4 separate regions of the Mus musculus genome follow, and regions 2, 3 and 4 are each linked to region 1. The links are chromatin contacts, called in public Hi-C and promoter capture Hi-C maps. All regions are on one chromosome and are shown on one strand. Each heading gives the region's core, a stretch centred on a gene start, on an enhancer-like site or on the middle of the called end of the contact. The rest is flanking DNA. Distances are from core to core; before and after follow the strand shown.

Region 1 (3,813 bases), core at 523-3,022:
CTGCTCATGCCTTTGATCCCAGCACTCGGGAGGCAGAGGCAGGCGGATTTCTGAGTTTGAGGCCAGCCTGGTCTACAGAGTGAGTTCCAGGACAGCCAGGGCTACACAGAGAAACCCTGTCTCGAAAAACCAAAAAAAAAAAAAAAAAAAAAAAAAAAAGAAAAGAAAATGGAAAAAAAATGATTGCTTAGGAAACCTATAACAAACATTTATATAACACATGTACAATATACATGTATATATTCATATGTGTTCGATATAGCCTATATTCACATTTGCAGAATCCGTGTCAGGAAAGAAATGCTGAAGAAAATACAAACATGCAGACCTACCACACAGACAAGAAGGAATACCGAATCACAGAATCTCACTGCAAATGTGTGAAAATGAAGCCTATTTTTATCTGCCTAAAAACGTAGAAAACTTGCAAAGAAGCATGTGCAAGACCTGAGAGATGGCTCGGTCGTGGGCTTGCTGAGCCATCTGACAGGACCAGAGCTTGGATTCTCAGAGCTCAAGAAAAACTGGGCAATGTAAGCTGTCATTCATAATTCCAGCAGTCTTGCACCGTGATGGGAGGAGGAAGTGGACGGCTCTCTGAGAGCCCACAGGCCTGCCAGGTGCAGCGGTGAATAGGAGACCCCGTCTCAAACAAATCAGAAGGTCCTCAAGGACTAACACGGACTGTATCCTCTGACCTGCAAACACACATGTAGTCACATACACTCACATATACATCAAACAAAGCAAAACCAAAACAAATGCCCCTGCAAAACAAAACAAACAAAAACAAAACCACAAGAGCCAAAATTTGATAAACAAATGGCCAAATAGATACAGATCCTTTTACTAAAAGATTTGGAATTTTATTCCAAGGTTTATTCCAGAAGTTCGGGTTCCCAACAGATACCATTCAAGGTCTCCTAAACCTGTGGTCCAAGGTGCAGATGAAGTTTCCGGCCATCCAAGCATCCTTACCTCAAAGGATGACTTCTAGTGCTATTTCCAGTGATTCTGATGTTATCATGTTCAAGTCACGTTGTATTTCCTCCGTGAGCCTCTGTACTGGTCAAGATGAGAGTGTCTCCCAAGTATCTCACGTTTTTGGTTGACCTGGAACCCCCTGGGAAGACTGGTTTCTCCTTTCTGCTAGGTTGCTCATAGAGCTCCAACTCCTTCTGCTAAACTGGTTAGTGAAACACCTGATTAAAACCATTCACCAAGAAACGTGGTTTTCTTCAATGAATACCAGCTATTTGAAAGTTAAGATTTATTTTGAAAGAAAGAAAGAGAGGGAGGGAGAGAGGAAGGGAGGGAGAGAGAGAGAGAGAGAGAGAGAGAGAGAGAGAGAGAGGAAAGAAAGAAAGAAGTTAGGCATTTTGATCACCATCTTCAGTGAAAACGTTTTCTTCAAAGTTTCAGGCATGAAGAGACTGAATACTTTGCTCAGCGGGATCAGTGTAAACCACAGAAGGCCAGTTTTGGCAGCTAAACACTTTTTGCACATGGGCACGCGTTTGAGGAGCTAAACATTTTGCATACGAACGTATCTTTTAGCTAGGACACCGGGATTTAAGCTTTTCTGCCAAACACAGGAGTTGTTAATGGACGTATATTCACTGGTGTCAACACGGACACATATTTTGCACTCTTCTGATTTGCATGTCACCCTTCAGCAGTGACAGCGGAGTGGGGACGCTCAGGTGGCACGCGGCGGATACAGAAACTACAACTCCCAGCGGTGGCCATGGTAGCAATCAGGCCCCGCCCAGCGGCCTGCGCTCCGGGGTAGGTCTCGGTTTAGGTCCCGGCTCAGGTCCCAGAGCTCTGAGTCACAAGGCCGGTAGACAGGGGAGCCCAGCGGGCGAGCAGCATGGAGCCGCGCGCCGGGGACGGCTGCTTCCTGGGAGATGTGGGTACGTGTTTCGCGCCGCAACCGCCAAGGACACCACACCGGGGCTGGAGTCAGGACCAGGAGATCAGCACTTGGGGACAGAGCAAGCTCATGGGTGGCCTTTGTCCCAGAGATGGGCATCGCGCGCCGTTCCAAGTTGGTGGTCAGAGGCGTTGGGGTGGGGTGTAGTGATTCGAGTAGGGCCCGGACGATCCTGGTCATCTCAGACCGACGTTTAATGTCTGTCGCCCTGTTTCTAGCCGGTGCACTGTGCAGCTGGTCTTCTCTGTGATGCACCAGGTATGGGATTCAGAACCGCCAGTCTACCAGAGCACCGCACACTTTGGGGAGCATGCGGGGTCGTTGCCCAATTCACCCGCAGAGTCTGGAAAGTGTACACTGGTTGGCAGCCTCATCCGGAGCCTACTGCGGTCACTGCACCACGTTTGGTGCAGTGAATTGCTTGCGGGGCTTAAAGCATCCTACACATACCCTGTAGGTTGCAGCAGCTGCAACCAGGGAGTCTGCTCCAGAATGAGGTCATGGCCCAACACTGGGACATACCTGGTGCTGAAGAAGTGTCCTCTGTACCTTTGGGCTGTTTTAATCCATAAAATGAATTTGAAGGCAAAGGAGCATTCTTTGGAGAAGTACATTTTTTTTCTTGTTTACAAAATAATAATATGGTAAATAGAAAGGACAATGACATTGTGCTTCAATAGCTTGAAAATAAATAGAAGAAAGAAAGCCAAAATGTTCCTTTATGTGAGTTAAAAAAAAAGTAATGTAAGCCGGGCATGATGGCGCACGCCTTTAATCCCAGCACATGGGAGGCAGAGGCAGGAGGATTTCTGAGTTCGAGGACAGCCTGGTCTACAAAGTGTGTTCCAGGACAGCCAGGGCTACCCAGAGAAACTCTGTCTCAAAAACCAAAAAAAAAAAGTAATGTAAAGAAAATCGAGTTAATTTAGCTGCAATTTATTATGATTGTAATTACAATCATAACAAGGTAGATAGATCTTTTAATTGATTTCTTCAAAACAAACTCCTTCAGAACAATCAAAGCCTCTTTAATAAGCACCTGTTTTTCTTGGCACCCTTGGCTGGCACAAGACTTTGACCCTGATAGCGTGGTCACTATTTGATTCGTGTGACTAGGCAGTGGATGGCTAACCACAGAAGCCTACTAAGCATACATTTTTTTGTTCAGATAGGGGTTAGTCTGGCATCAGAGCCTGGCATGAGGGCTCTTACCTGTAATCCTAACCCTCAGAAAGTAGAGACAGTGGGGCTGTGAGTTCTAGGCCAACCTAGGCTATATGTCACAATATTTTCTCTAAATATTTTTTAAAAACACCACTCCCAAGTATATTTTCTGCATAGCTTGTGGAGAAATCTTTTTTTTTTTTTTCCTAGACGGGGTTTCTCTGTGTAGCCCTGGCTGTCCTGGAACTCACTCTGTAGACCAGGCTGGCCTCGAACTCATAAATTCGCCTGCCTCTGCCTCCCGAGTGCTGGGATTAAAGGCATGCGCCATCACTGCCCAATGAAAATCATATTCTTGATTAGCGGGTGTTAGGGTTCTTGGCTATTTTTGACACTGTAATTTAAAAAATTTAATATGTGTCCCCAAAAATGTGCCCTGCTGGTATTTGTATTTCTGGCTTAAACTGAAGGTGCTGGATCCAAAACAGTACCACTGTTCCAGTAAAAGTGGAACCCACCACAGGGAACTTTAACTGTAATATTCTGACTTCTAATATTATATTCCTGCTGAATGGTAACCAGAATATTTATGTATAGCACTTTTAGATTACTTTCATTTGCTTATGTAATTTTCTCTCGATTTCATGAGGTCTTTTTTTTTTTTTTTTTTTCCTCGAGACAGGGTTTCTCTGTGTAGCCCTGGCTGTCCTGGA
Region 2 (4,012 bases), core at 175-2,674, 310 kb after region 1:
ATGCCCATCTTGGGACTGACCCCACCCCTACTGGTTGCTCCTTCAGTCTGAAGTAAGCCCTGAATTTACAAGCCAGCACCTTAAAGACCTGGGCCACTTCGAATTCTGTATTTCTTTGGCCTTTCCTTCTGCGATGTGCCAGACTTTTGTGATGTGGAGATTTTCTCTCCCTGTGGTTCCTTGGGGCTCTTGAGAACCTCGGTAGCAGCAGAGAGAGCCAACAGAGCCTTAAACTAAATCACATCTTCAATAAATATTTGTTACATAAACTGACATTCAGATTAGCATTTAGGCACTTAAGGAGATTAATTTGCAGGAAACCATAGTTTCCATTCTCCTTTTAGATGTATTGTCTGTGCAGATACATGCTATTACCTGTTACTGAGGGAGAAGCGTGTTCTTTGAGGCACAGGGCTTTTGTTGTTGTTGTTCTTACTTTGAAGCCACACATATGTGTTTCTGCACACATATGTGCAGAAAACAGTGCTGCAAAATTACTGTCTACAGTTTTCCCAGGAAAAATTTTAAAAGTTTCCTCTCTTGCTATGACCTGGCCTCCCTGGAGGCTCCTGCTGTATAGGTTTACCTATGGATTTGTGTCCTGCTCATCTCATGGGCTGAGAGAGAGAGAGAGAGAGAGAGAGAGAGAGAGAGAGAGAGAGAGAGAGAGAGAACAAACTGCATTGGATCTGCCACTTCTTCAGAATGGTCATTTTGCACCCTGAATAATTTCTCCCTGGTGTCTCTGGTACCAATTTCTGCGGATTTAACACAACCCTGGCCATGGAGTTCAGCACTCTTTTCCCATGAGTTCCCACCGGGAACTGCTAACAACTCAGCTGTCTAGTTACCAGCCAGCCCTTGTTGAGAGAAAATACATTTACACTTCATAAATCAGTCCCGAGGACAACCTTACCTGTAAGTGGACTTTGCTCTGGAGTGGAAATGCTCAGGTCGAGGGGCACAGCTTCCGGGCCAGGAGGCTACTCCCTGCAGGTCCTCTGAACTTCTGACTGTTCAGGGTTGCAGCTTTGTCTTCTCTGGTACTGATTGTAGTGGGCTGTGATCGTTCCTCTCTATGGAAACCGCTCCACTCCCCTGTGCATATATGTAAAAGTGGCAGATCACAGGGTGGATCGTAATTCCAGATGTAGTGTCTACATTAGGATGAGATTTCATTTAAAATACAAGAGCCGGCTGTGCACGTCACAGAGATGACAGGTACTCAGGAGACTGTAACCCCTCCTGCCTTCCCCTCCTCTAGTCACCTCCTTCTTCCCCTCCTGCCCTTGCAACTTGCTTCATTAATTAAAGACAAAAGAAAACAAATAACAACAGAACCCAAAACACAGGTAAGCCGAGAAGCAATGTCTTTGGACAGAGTTTCATTACTGATTTTAATTCCAGCTAATTCTAGCCTCTTCTAACCTCTCCCTCCCGCTCACCCTCCCAGTGGAAATCTGGGGCTCCAAACTGCTTTGCAAGCAGAGAAGGTGGTTTGGAGTTCATCTGTTGCCTTGTCCTTTTGTGGGTTCTGACAGCAGTGTTAGCCAGCTACTCATACAGCTCATTATCACTGTGTACTTGGCAAAGACTTCTGTGTCCAGAGATTTTTAATAGGAAACCACTTGAATTTTACCAGTCTGTGAACACACTATTTACTGGACACCTACTGTGTGCCAGGCATGGTTTTCAGTCTCTGAGAGAATTCAATGATAAGGAAGTTGGGAGTTGGGGCTGGTATAGAAAAGAGGTTGAGGTAGATGAGAGAGAGAGAGAGAGAGAGACAGAGACAGAGAGAGAGACAGAGAGAGAGACAGAGAGAGACAGAGACACAGAGAGACACAGAGAGAACAACTATCAATTGGCAAATGCCTTAGTTTAGAAAGGAGCGTATCTAAGCACTTGAGAGCTCCTTATGCTCAGTGAGGGGAGAGCAGGAGGTGTGAACACAGTAGGTCAGTGATCTGGTGTGGACAGAGCTGAGGGGCAGAGGCAGCGGGGAAGGAGCTAGGCAAAAGGAAGTTAGGTCTGGCCCATACTTAGAAGTGCTCTGAAGACCTGTTTAAAGAACAAACATCACTTAATATGTCCTAGAAGATTCGAAGGGGGCAGGGTCCATATAGGTGACCCTTAGTTCATAGATGAGAAATAGTTTGCTGGTGGTACCACATAGGCTTAGGGTAACAGAATAAGGTTAGAACTAGCCTTACTAGGCACAATGCCATTTCTAATCCACTTTAGACTTTGGGCTGAGAAGAATTTTTAAAGAGCCGTGGGACTGACTGGGTCTCTGTAGTCTTCGTGTCAAACCCAGAGTCCCCAGCCCAGGTGATTGTTCCTTTTGTGAAATTCCAGGTGAAGAGCTAGGTGGGCTTCTCAGATGATCAAGGCTCCTTCATGCCCATAAATCTTTTGAAGGAAAAGTAAAGAAGGGGACCAAGGTACCCAGTCTCTTCAAACACTCTATCTTTCTTTATAAGATATGAAACTAAGGGCTGTAGTGTAGCTCAGTGATAGAGCACAAAGCCCTGGGTTCTACCCACCAGTCGGACAAGTTTCAGAGTGATATGAAATTGAACCCCGTTTCTCAAGAGGTGTCTGGGATGGGATTCCCTGGAGGTCAGAGGTAAAGTGCAACTAGATTTGTGTTTGATTCAAATCTGCCAGTTCTATCATCAATTAATTAGTATATACTAGTCTAGGAGAAGGTTTTCTGTTTGTTTGTTTGTTTGTTTGTTTGTTTTTTATTAGACAGCCAGGGAACTCAGGCAGATGGAGAGTAGGTGGTTAGAAACTTGAACTTGAGTATTTCTCTTTCATGAGCTCTGTGTGGCAGGGAGGAGAACTTCTGAAGAGTGTAAGCATGGGCACATGCAGATCAGGATGTCTCTACCTTGGTTGTACTGTCATTTCTGTCAGACAGTCTCATGATGTCTTTACAGAGCCCAGTATTTAGGGGCATCTGTCTCTTCTGTTCTCTGTGGTAACAAAACCACCCATCCACATATCGTTTGTGGTGACCCAAACAGCCTGGGGAGGGGAGACACTAATCCTTAGCTACTTTCCTTTCCTTTGTTTTACTTTATTTTTTTTTGTATGTGAGTACATGGTACCTGTCTTCAGACACACCAGAAGAGGGGATCAGATCCCATTACAGATGGTTGTGAGCCACCATGTAGTTGCTGGGAATTGAACATCAGATCTCTGGAAGAACAGTCAGTGCTCTTAACCACTGAGCCATCTCTCCAGTCCTACTATTTCTTTTTTTTTCTTTTTAAACTTTTTATTGATTCTTTATGAATTTCATCTCATACACATCAGTCCCACTCATCTTCCCATCCCTTTGGTTTTGCCCTTGCTATCACTTCCCTTAAAAGAAAATAAAAAACAAAAATAACTAAAAAAATAAACAAAGCAAACCAACCAACCAATCAACCAAAATCATCTTGCCTTGGAAGTTGTAGTTTGCCACTGTTGCCATGGGAGTTGTAGTGTGTCACTGTTGCCATGGGAGTTGAAGTGTGTTACTGTTGCCATGGACATTGTAGTGTATCACTGTTGCCATGGACGTTGTAGTGTGCCACTGTTGCTATGGACGTTGTAGTGTTCCACTTGCGTGTCCATGCATCCTCACTTGCAAATGTTTATTGCAAGAAGTCATTGGTCTGGTTCAAGACTTCTGGCTTCTGCTACACTATTGTCTTAGTTAAGGTGTTGTGAGCACCCGTGTTGCTTTCTTGAGTACTGCATCGAGCAATGGGTGGAGCCAATTCTCCTGCTCTCTTGACCCTGGGGCTAGCTCTCCTGCCTACCTCAGATAGAGAGAGGCAAGAGAGACTTCTTTTCTTATGAATTTTCCCTATTTCCTATGGACTTCCCAGAAACTCTCCTCTCTTGAAGCCAGACCCCCTCCCCCTCTGTGAAGATTCAGGCATCTTTGTGACTGTTGTTGTCTCTGGAACCTAGGGTTTTGACAATGAGAACAAGCATATCAGTTTCCATTGGCTGA
Region 3 (3,596 bases), core at 955-3,454, 380 kb after region 1:
TATTTGGTGGAGTGCAGGTTTTAGAAATATGTCCTTGTGATTTGCTGGATTTCTTCAGGGTCTGTTATATTCCTCTTTTTATTTTTGATTTTATTATTTTGAATATTCTCTCTAGGTTTGTCAATTGTTTCGATTTTCTCAAGAACCAGCTCTTTGTTTCATTAATTATTTGTATTGTTCTCTTTTCTATTTTATTGATTCCAGCCCTGAGCTTGATTATTTCTACTCCTTTTGGGTGTGATTTGTTCTATTATTTTTGAAGATACTATGAACTTTCCTCTTAGAACTGCTTTCATTGTGTCCCACAAGTTTGAGTATGCTGTGTATTCATTTCCATTAAATTCTAGGAGGTCTTTAAGTTCTTTCTTTATTTCTTCATTGACCCATTTTTTTTTTCATAGAGAGTTGTTCAGTTTCCATGAGTTTGTAAGCTTTCTGTTGTTGATATCCAGCTTTAACCCACAGTGATCTGATAGGATGCTGGGAATTATTTCAAAATTCTTGTATCTGTTGAGACTTGCTTTGTATCAGAGTAGGTGGTCAGTTTTGGAGAAAGTTTCATGAGGTACAGAGAAAAATGTTTATCCGTTGGTGTTTGAGTGAAATATCTGTAAACATCTGTTAGACACATTTGATATACAATGTCTGTTAACTCCAGTATTTCTCTGGTTTTTGTCTAGATGACTTGTTTATTGGTGAGAGTAGGGTGTTGAAATCTTGTCCTATCTGTGTGTGAGGGTCAATATGTGATTTAAGCTATAGTAGTGTTTCTTTTACAGAGGTGGGTGCCCTTGTGTTTAGGGAATAGATGTTAAAAATTGAAATTGTCATCTTGGTGAATTTTGTTTTCTTTGATGAGTATGTAGTATCTTTCCCTATCCATTTTGATTAGTTTTGGTTTGAAGTGAGATATTAAAATGGCTATACCAACTTGTTTCTTAGGTCCATTTGTTTTGAATATCATTTTTGAATCCTTTATCTTGAGATAATGTTTATCTTTGAGATTGAAGTGTGTTTCTTGAATGCAGCAAAATCACGAGTCCTGTTTCTGCATCCATTATCTTTGTCTGTGTCTTTTTATTGGGGGAATTGAGACCATTACTATTAAGACATTTCAATGACCAATGTGTTGATTACTCTTATTTTTATGGTGTGTGTATGCAGTATATCATTTTCTGTAGGACTGGATTTGTAGATACATAGAGTTTAAATTTTGTTTTATCATGGAATATCTTATTTTCTCCATGTATGGTGACTGAGAGTTTGGCTGAGTATAATAGTATTCTGGTCTGGGACCTGTGGTCTCTTAGAGTCTATAGCACATTTGTTAGGCCTTTCTAGTTTTAAAATCTCCACTGAGAGGTCAGATGTAATTCTAATAAGTATGCCTTTGGTGTTACTTGGTCCTTTCCCCTTGTAACTGCTAATATTATTTCTTTCTTTCTGTATGTTAAGTGTTTTGATTATTATATATAAAGGTACTTTCTTTCCTGGTCCAATCCATATGCATCTTATACTTTTATAGACATCTCCTTCTTTTGGTTAGGAATATTTTCTTCTATGACTTTGAAAATATTTTCTGGGCCTTTGAGCTGGGTTTCTTATTTTTGCTCTATTCTTACTATTCTTAGATTTGGTCTTTTCATACTGTGCCAGGTCTCCTGGATGTTTTGTGTCAGGAAATTTTTAGATTTAACATTTTCTTTGACCAATGTACCCATTTTTTCTATTGTATATTCAACACCTGAGATTGTTCCATTTCTTGTATTCTATTGGTGATGCTTGCCTCTGTAGTCCCTGTTCAAATTCCCAATTTTTAAATTTCCAGCATTGATTCTATATCCACATTCAGGTCTTGCACAGTTTTATTCTGTTCCTTGCATTGTTTGTCTTTTCCTGGGTTTCTTCAAGGGTCTATATTATCTTTATACAAGTTATTGTTAGGTCTTTTCCTTGGGTTTCAGCTATGTTTGAATATTAGGTGCCTGCTGAGGTAGGAAAGCTGGGCTCCAGTAGAGACGTACTGTCTTGATTGTTATTAATTGCGTTTTTATGCTGACATTTAGGTATCTGGGATTGGGAGTCTGGGCAATAAAAATCTAGTTTTTTTCTCTGTTCGGTGAGTGTTTTGATCTTTGGACTTTGGGAAAGTGTGTTGACTATGTGTGGCTTGCTAAACATTTTCTGTGGATCTGTTTTCCTGGCCTGTTTCGCTGGTGTGTTCCCAAGGTATGCCTGCTTGTGTTGTGAGGTTGGCATAATTGGGTGACTTTGGGGAGAAGATATTTGTTATTTATTGAGGGTGATGTCAGAGAGGAAATGGAGACTGCAGCAGGTTTTCTGCTACAGTTGGAGATGAGACTGAGGGGATCTGGAGGAGCAGCAGGAGAGGTGTGGTTCTGCCTATTTGTTGCCCTGCTCTATTGCTCTTTTTAATAATTGCATATTCTTTGGTAATTTCACACTTGTGTGCAATGTATTTAGATAGTATTCATCTCATACTTCCTCTGCAATGCTTCCCATGACCCACGCCCTACTTTTTTGTTTTTTTGAACTTCATGACTTCTTCCTTCTACTGTATGGGTTTCGTGGACTGAACTCAGATTGCCACTCTGGGTGGCAAGCTCATTTACTTGCTGAGCCATCTCCCTGGGCCAGTTCCATGGTTCTATATTAGGACCACTTTATTAGTGATGAGGATGAACCAGAATTCAGTATTCTGGTTACAACTGCTACGTGATAAGCAAATTCCTTCTTATGTGTTGTTGAGTCAGACACTGTTCAAAGCAGAAGTTTGAGCTTGGGCTATAACTTGGTTGGTAGAGTGTTTACCCAGCATGTATGAACATGGGGCTCAGTCTCCAGAACTATATAAACCTGTCATGGTGGTGGTATAAGCCTGTAATCCTAGCACTTGGGAGGTAAAGGGAGAAGGATCAGGTATTCAAGAGTGATTTTGAGGCCAGCCTGGTCTGTATGAGATTCTGTCTCAAAGCTAACCAATCAAGCCATCGTCATCAAATATCACAAAAGAAAACATCGAGTAATGTTATCCATCTGTGCAAGGGCTCTGACATATATGAGAGATGACTGTTGTTGAGCTTGTTGCACATCAGAGTCCTCTGTTTTGTTTTGGATGACAAAGCACCTGGAAGACAAGTACCACACAGTGCTTTGCATTTTTAGAAAGCCTCAGAGTAAGAAGCTCAGTAGAGCTGTTTTGCTCACAGCCTGCCCTGCTCATCTAGTGACTGACAAGGTGCTTAGAGATGGAGGGCATTCTAATTTTATCTGTAGTCATTGTCTGTGCCACCTGGGACAAAACACCCTGATTTGTCAGTGACATAGGCTTCAGTTTTCCTGTCTGTGACATAGGCTGGTGGGAGTAATAGTTCTTAAATGGTCAATACTTTTTTTTTTTTTAACAATTTTTTATTAGATATTTTCTTCAGTTGCCTTTCAAATGCTATCCCGAAAGTCCACTATACCCTCCCTGCAACCTGCTCCCCAACCCACCCACTCCCTCTTCCTGGACCTGGCATTCCCCTGTACTGGGGCATATAATCTTTGCAAGACCAAGGGCCTTTCCTTCCAAT
Region 4 (3,830 bases), core at 1,284-3,783, 260 kb after region 1:
AAAAGGCACAACTCTAGATTCTTGGGTGATAAAGTGTAGGCTTTGTAGCCGAGACCCTAGTGTGTAACGGCGGAAGCAGGCTGTATGGAGAGGCAGGGGTAAAAGCTTTTGCAAGTCCAAGTAAGCCGTGTAGTTAGCAAGTGCCATTCAGGGCTACCCTCCTGCCTGACACGTGGGTGGGAAAGCTCGCAGGGAAACTTCTAAAGGTTGGGCTTCCAGGTTGGGCTTCCGTGAACCTCCAATGCCTCGCTGCTTCACCCAGGACTGAGTAAGAGCACAAGGATGAGGAGACAGACTCCTTCCTACAAGGCCACAGGCTGATGACCTTGCAGGCACCTGGGGCTAGAGGTGTTGAAGGTGATTAAAGGTGACTGGGAAACCAGGCAAATCTCAGAAGGCATAAGGTACCAAGAGCTTGAGGACAAATGCAATGTGTCAACGATTTTAAACATATGAGCAACTGTTTCACAAGTTGAACAATGATTTTGCAAGAAAATACTAAATTTCTTTTGATCCACTGCATCTGAAGGAACAAGAACACACAACTGAAGCCACTCAGTCAGATCTGGAGTCATTTGGGAGGGGTGTGGAGAAGATATCTGCATGGATTTTCTTTGGAAAAATCTGAACTAAAACACAGTCCAAGGGGTAAATACTGGAGGAATGACCACCGGGGAAAAATAATTCTGTAAACGAAAGAGAGAGAAAGCAAGAAGGAGGGGAAGAGGGAAGGGAAAGAGCTACAGATCTTTACTGAGCATCTCAGATCTGTCAGCAGGGACAGAGGTAAATCCTGGCAAGGGGGCGGGAGAATCAGTGGCAAACAGTGAGGTGAGACTAAAGCATGATTTACCAATGTACAGCCTAGCACCACCTTGTCCAGGAAGGGCCATGGCTATGTCTGTATCTACACATTCAGGCCACCACCAGGGTCTCGCAGGGCTCTGCATCTTGCTGTTTGAGTGGTGGAGCCTGCTTTAGAGTTGATGACTATTTGTAAAAGCAGCTGGTACACGGCTTCACTTGGAGGCACGTGAATATCATGGACTTTCAGGTAAGATCAAAGGTCCTTCGAGATAATACAAATAAATAGTGTAGGCCAGCAGGACCCGCTGAGACACTTGGTCCAGTTAGCTTCCTCAGTTAAAAACCAACGCAAGTGAGGCCAACAGCATGGCCACACAGTCCCAGCAGGGAAGAGAAGGAAGTGCAGTGGGGTTAGGAAAGAGGCTGCCAGGGATTCTCATGGGTCTCTTACCCAACGTCTTCTCAAAACTGTTTTTCCACTTAGCTCTGTGTGAAGTATGGCCAAGATAAGGAGGGGAAAGGATAGTTTTCATTTCCGTCTTTCAGCTGGGACCCTAGAGGGAAAGACTGATGTCTCAAGCAGAAAGTCTATGTGAAACAAACTGGATCTAGCATAGTGGACCAGTTAAAACCAAAACAGTTTACAGCAAACAAACGAAAACAACAAACCTTTGGCCAGTAAACTCTTAGTTTCATTTTAATGTGTAGGTTTGTGGTCTAATCTTGAACAAGACAACTAGATAACGTCCCAAAGTCACAACATGGACATGTCCACGTTCAGCTGGCACAGACTAGTGACCCATGCTCTTCAGTTTACTCAAGAGGAAACTTAAAGGGAGGGGTGAAGAACAGGAAGGGAACTCTGTGTTACAGCTCCATGCATGTGACTTTATTTAATAATGCTACAAAGCATCACTGCTGTCACCTTGAAGACGGAGAAAGATGGGAATTTAAGAAACTTATCCAAAGGTGCTGGTGACTCCGTGCCTGGAAAGAGTTGAACGTGTTCAACTTTGTTGTGGTATATCTTCCAGACAAGAGACCAGGCATAAACCCCTCAGCATATGTTCTGGTAACCTACACAGTGCGTAGAAAGCACTAGAACGAGGTTCAGAAGAGCGAGATTTCAAATCTAAACCTCCTGAGTCCTGTGCCGATGTTCATTTAATAATGGCTAATGTCTTAAAGAGGAGACCACAGGCAAAGGCTGGGACTTCAGGTGACTTACAATAACAGGATAGGCACAGAGATAAATTAGTTGGTTAACGTTAGGAGAGGCCTTATTTCAACCAGTGGTCATGCCCAGTGAGGCTCTCAACAGCAAGGTTTTCCCAGTTCTTGACTGATGGTACCATGGAGGTAATCAGCCGGTTGAATTTCCATTGTGTGGGGAATAAGATGTGAAAAATTAAAATTTATCCTTCACTTATCTAAAAATAGCACAGCTTGGTAAACAGAATCAAGTTTCTGATAAAGTTACTGGTTTGCAAGGCCCAGCTTTAGTTAGAGAACCTTGTTCTGCCTGGATGGAAAGGTCACACTGCGTCCTCTGTCTACCAAAAGGGGACTGTTAGGCTATCCTTATGCCTACGGTGAAAACTCAACCTACATTTAGTATGAAGTAAACTCAACCTTGAAAGTAAAAAACACTTTTTGCTGTAGGTACTGCTTCCTTTTATCAGGTAAGTTGGCAAGCAGGCTCAGGACTGCCGAAGACCAACTAAGTTCTCTGCTGCCCTCTACAGGAAATACTGTGAAATGCAGGGGCAGCCTGCTTTTCTCAACATGGTAATCACGTTTGTTTAGGTTACTATATCGATGATTACATAAACAAGTTTTTCATTTGAAGAAAAACATAGATTATTTATACCTCTGACCCTCATGTAAACATTTATTTAAATGTTGTATAGTGCATAAAACACATTCCACAGATCATAAATACTTCAGGACCTTTTCTAAATGCAAGGAACTGTTCTATTTTTAAAACTCTAGACTTAAAAATCACAAATATGTAACATGTATTATTTTTCTACTAAAATAGATAAGTTATAAATAACATTCAAAAGTGTTACTAAAAAAGGAAGCACCAATAAAGAAATGGGAACTTTTGAGAAATCTACTACTAACAAAAAAGTACAGAAACATTATGAAAGAAATGAGTAATGAAGTTATTTGTGGATTTGTTTTTTAAAAAGTCACTGATTTAAAAAGTGTGTGTATTCAAGCTTTAGTAAGTACTTTGGTGTAGAAAAGAGCTTAGCTGAGGTCAATTAAGTGCTATTGAACAAGAGTACAAAAGATGATGTTTGCATCTTGTTCTTTGTAAAGATAACACAAATACCAAGTAAAATGAGTACTGCTGTTTGTGGTGACTTTGTCTCAAATACACAGGATAATAATAATTTCCAGTAGAGTGTATTAGTTCCTATCTTGAGATTTATTATTATTATTATTATTATTATTATTATTATTATGTGTGTGATATGTATGTGTGCAGATATGAATCAGAGGACGGCTTTAGGGCCTGGTTCTCTCCTTCCACTGCGAGTTCTAGGGATCAGACTCTGGGTGTTTGGCTTGTGTGACCAATGCCTTGACCTCCTGTGTCATCTTGCCAGGCCACATCTCTTCTGATACACTAGGATGCTGGTTCCTCCCATTTTCTCTGAACCTAAACTGGTCCAGGTTGCTGCATCTTCAGCACTCTTCCCTCTCCTTACTCTGAGTTCAGCCCCTGCTCCTGCACTGTATCGTGCCTCACCTGCACTGCACAATGCCTCACCTGCACTGCACTGTCCTTCACCTGCACTGCACAATGCCTCACCTGCACTGCACTGTCCTTCACCTGCACAGCATCGTGCCTCACATGCACTGTGTCATGCCTCACATACACTGCACTGTCCTTCACCTGCACTGCACAATGCCTCACATGCACTGCACTGTCCTTCACCTGTACAGCATCGTGCCTCACCTGCACTGTCCTTCACCTGCACAGCATCGTGCCTCACCTGCACTGTATCGTG

Evidence for each region. Promoter capture Hi-C pulls out the DNA fragments that hold promoters and counts their contacts. A called contact is a pair of places that touch in the nucleus more often than the background predicts. Capture Hi-C pulls out chosen DNA fragments and counts their contacts.
Region 2: a promoter capture Hi-C map of liver shows a contact between it and region 1. The contact joins the promoter of Ucn3 here to the promoter of Asb13 in region 1. A contact is called at or near these places in 10 of 39 promoter capture datasets (the C10 cell line, the HPC-7 cell line, cranial neural crest and 6 more), 3 of 115 datasets of contacts at active chromatin or transcription factors (the 230-238 cell line, bone marrow-derived macrophages and stem cell-derived neural progenitor cells) and 5 of 9 other capture datasets (adipose tissue, embryonic stem cells, liver and 2 more).
Region 3: a contact with region 1 is called in a promoter capture Hi-C map of liver, with 2.8 times the contacts expected there. The contact joins the enhancer-like site here to the promoter of Asb13 in region 1. A contact is called at or near these places in 13 of 39 promoter capture datasets (the 3T3-L1 cell line, the HPC-7 cell line, HPC-7-derived erythroid cells and 8 more) and 3 of 115 datasets of contacts at active chromatin or transcription factors (bone marrow-derived macrophages and stem cell-derived neural progenitor cells).
Region 4: a Hi-C map of regulatory T cells shows a contact between it and region 1, with 3 times the contacts expected there. The contact joins the enhancer-like site here to the promoter of Asb13 in region 1. A contact is called at or near these places in 13 of 39 promoter capture datasets (the C10 cell line, the HPC-7 cell line, cranial neural crest and 9 more), 8 of 484 Hi-C or Micro-C datasets (CD4 T cells, Sertoli cells, Th1 cells and 4 more), 20 of 115 datasets of contacts at active chromatin or transcription factors (the 230-238 cell line, the SCID.adh cell line, bone marrow-derived macrophages and 15 more) and 4 of 9 other capture datasets (adipose tissue, liver, macrophages and 1 more).

What each region holds. Positions count from the first base shown.
Region 1 is chr13:3,632,260-3,636,072 of GRCm38.p6, forward strand. It overlaps Asb13 (ankyrin repeat and SOCS box-containing 13), which reads left to right and starts at 1,773. Exons shown (of 6, transcript NM_178283.4): 1 at 1,773-1,916. The coding sequence starts at 1,874.
Region 2 is chr13:3,943,925-3,947,936 of GRCm38.p6, forward strand. Ucn3 (urocortin 3) reads right to left here and starts at 1,425. Exons shown (of 2, transcript NM_031250.5): 1 at 917-1,425.
Region 3 is chr13:4,008,792-4,012,387 of GRCm38.p6, forward strand. No RefSeq gene overlaps it. Among named protein-coding and RNA genes, the nearest start is that of Akr1c14, 49 kb to the right of the region's middle. Within about 2 kb of position 2,205, at least 2 of the 459 cell types and tissues checked have an H3K27ac peak or open chromatin away from gene starts, as enhancers often do. A contact at or near this core is called in liver, where this site is marked.
Region 4 is chr13:3,894,573-3,898,402 of GRCm38.p6, forward strand. All of the region lies in intron 3 of Net1 (neuroepithelial cell transforming gene 1), which reads right to left. Among named protein-coding and RNA genes, the nearest start is that of Net1, 22 kb to the right of the region's middle. Within about 2 kb of position 2,534, at least 10 of the 459 cell types and tissues checked have an H3K27ac peak or open chromatin away from gene starts, as enhancers often do. A contact at or near this core is called in regulatory T cells, where this site is marked.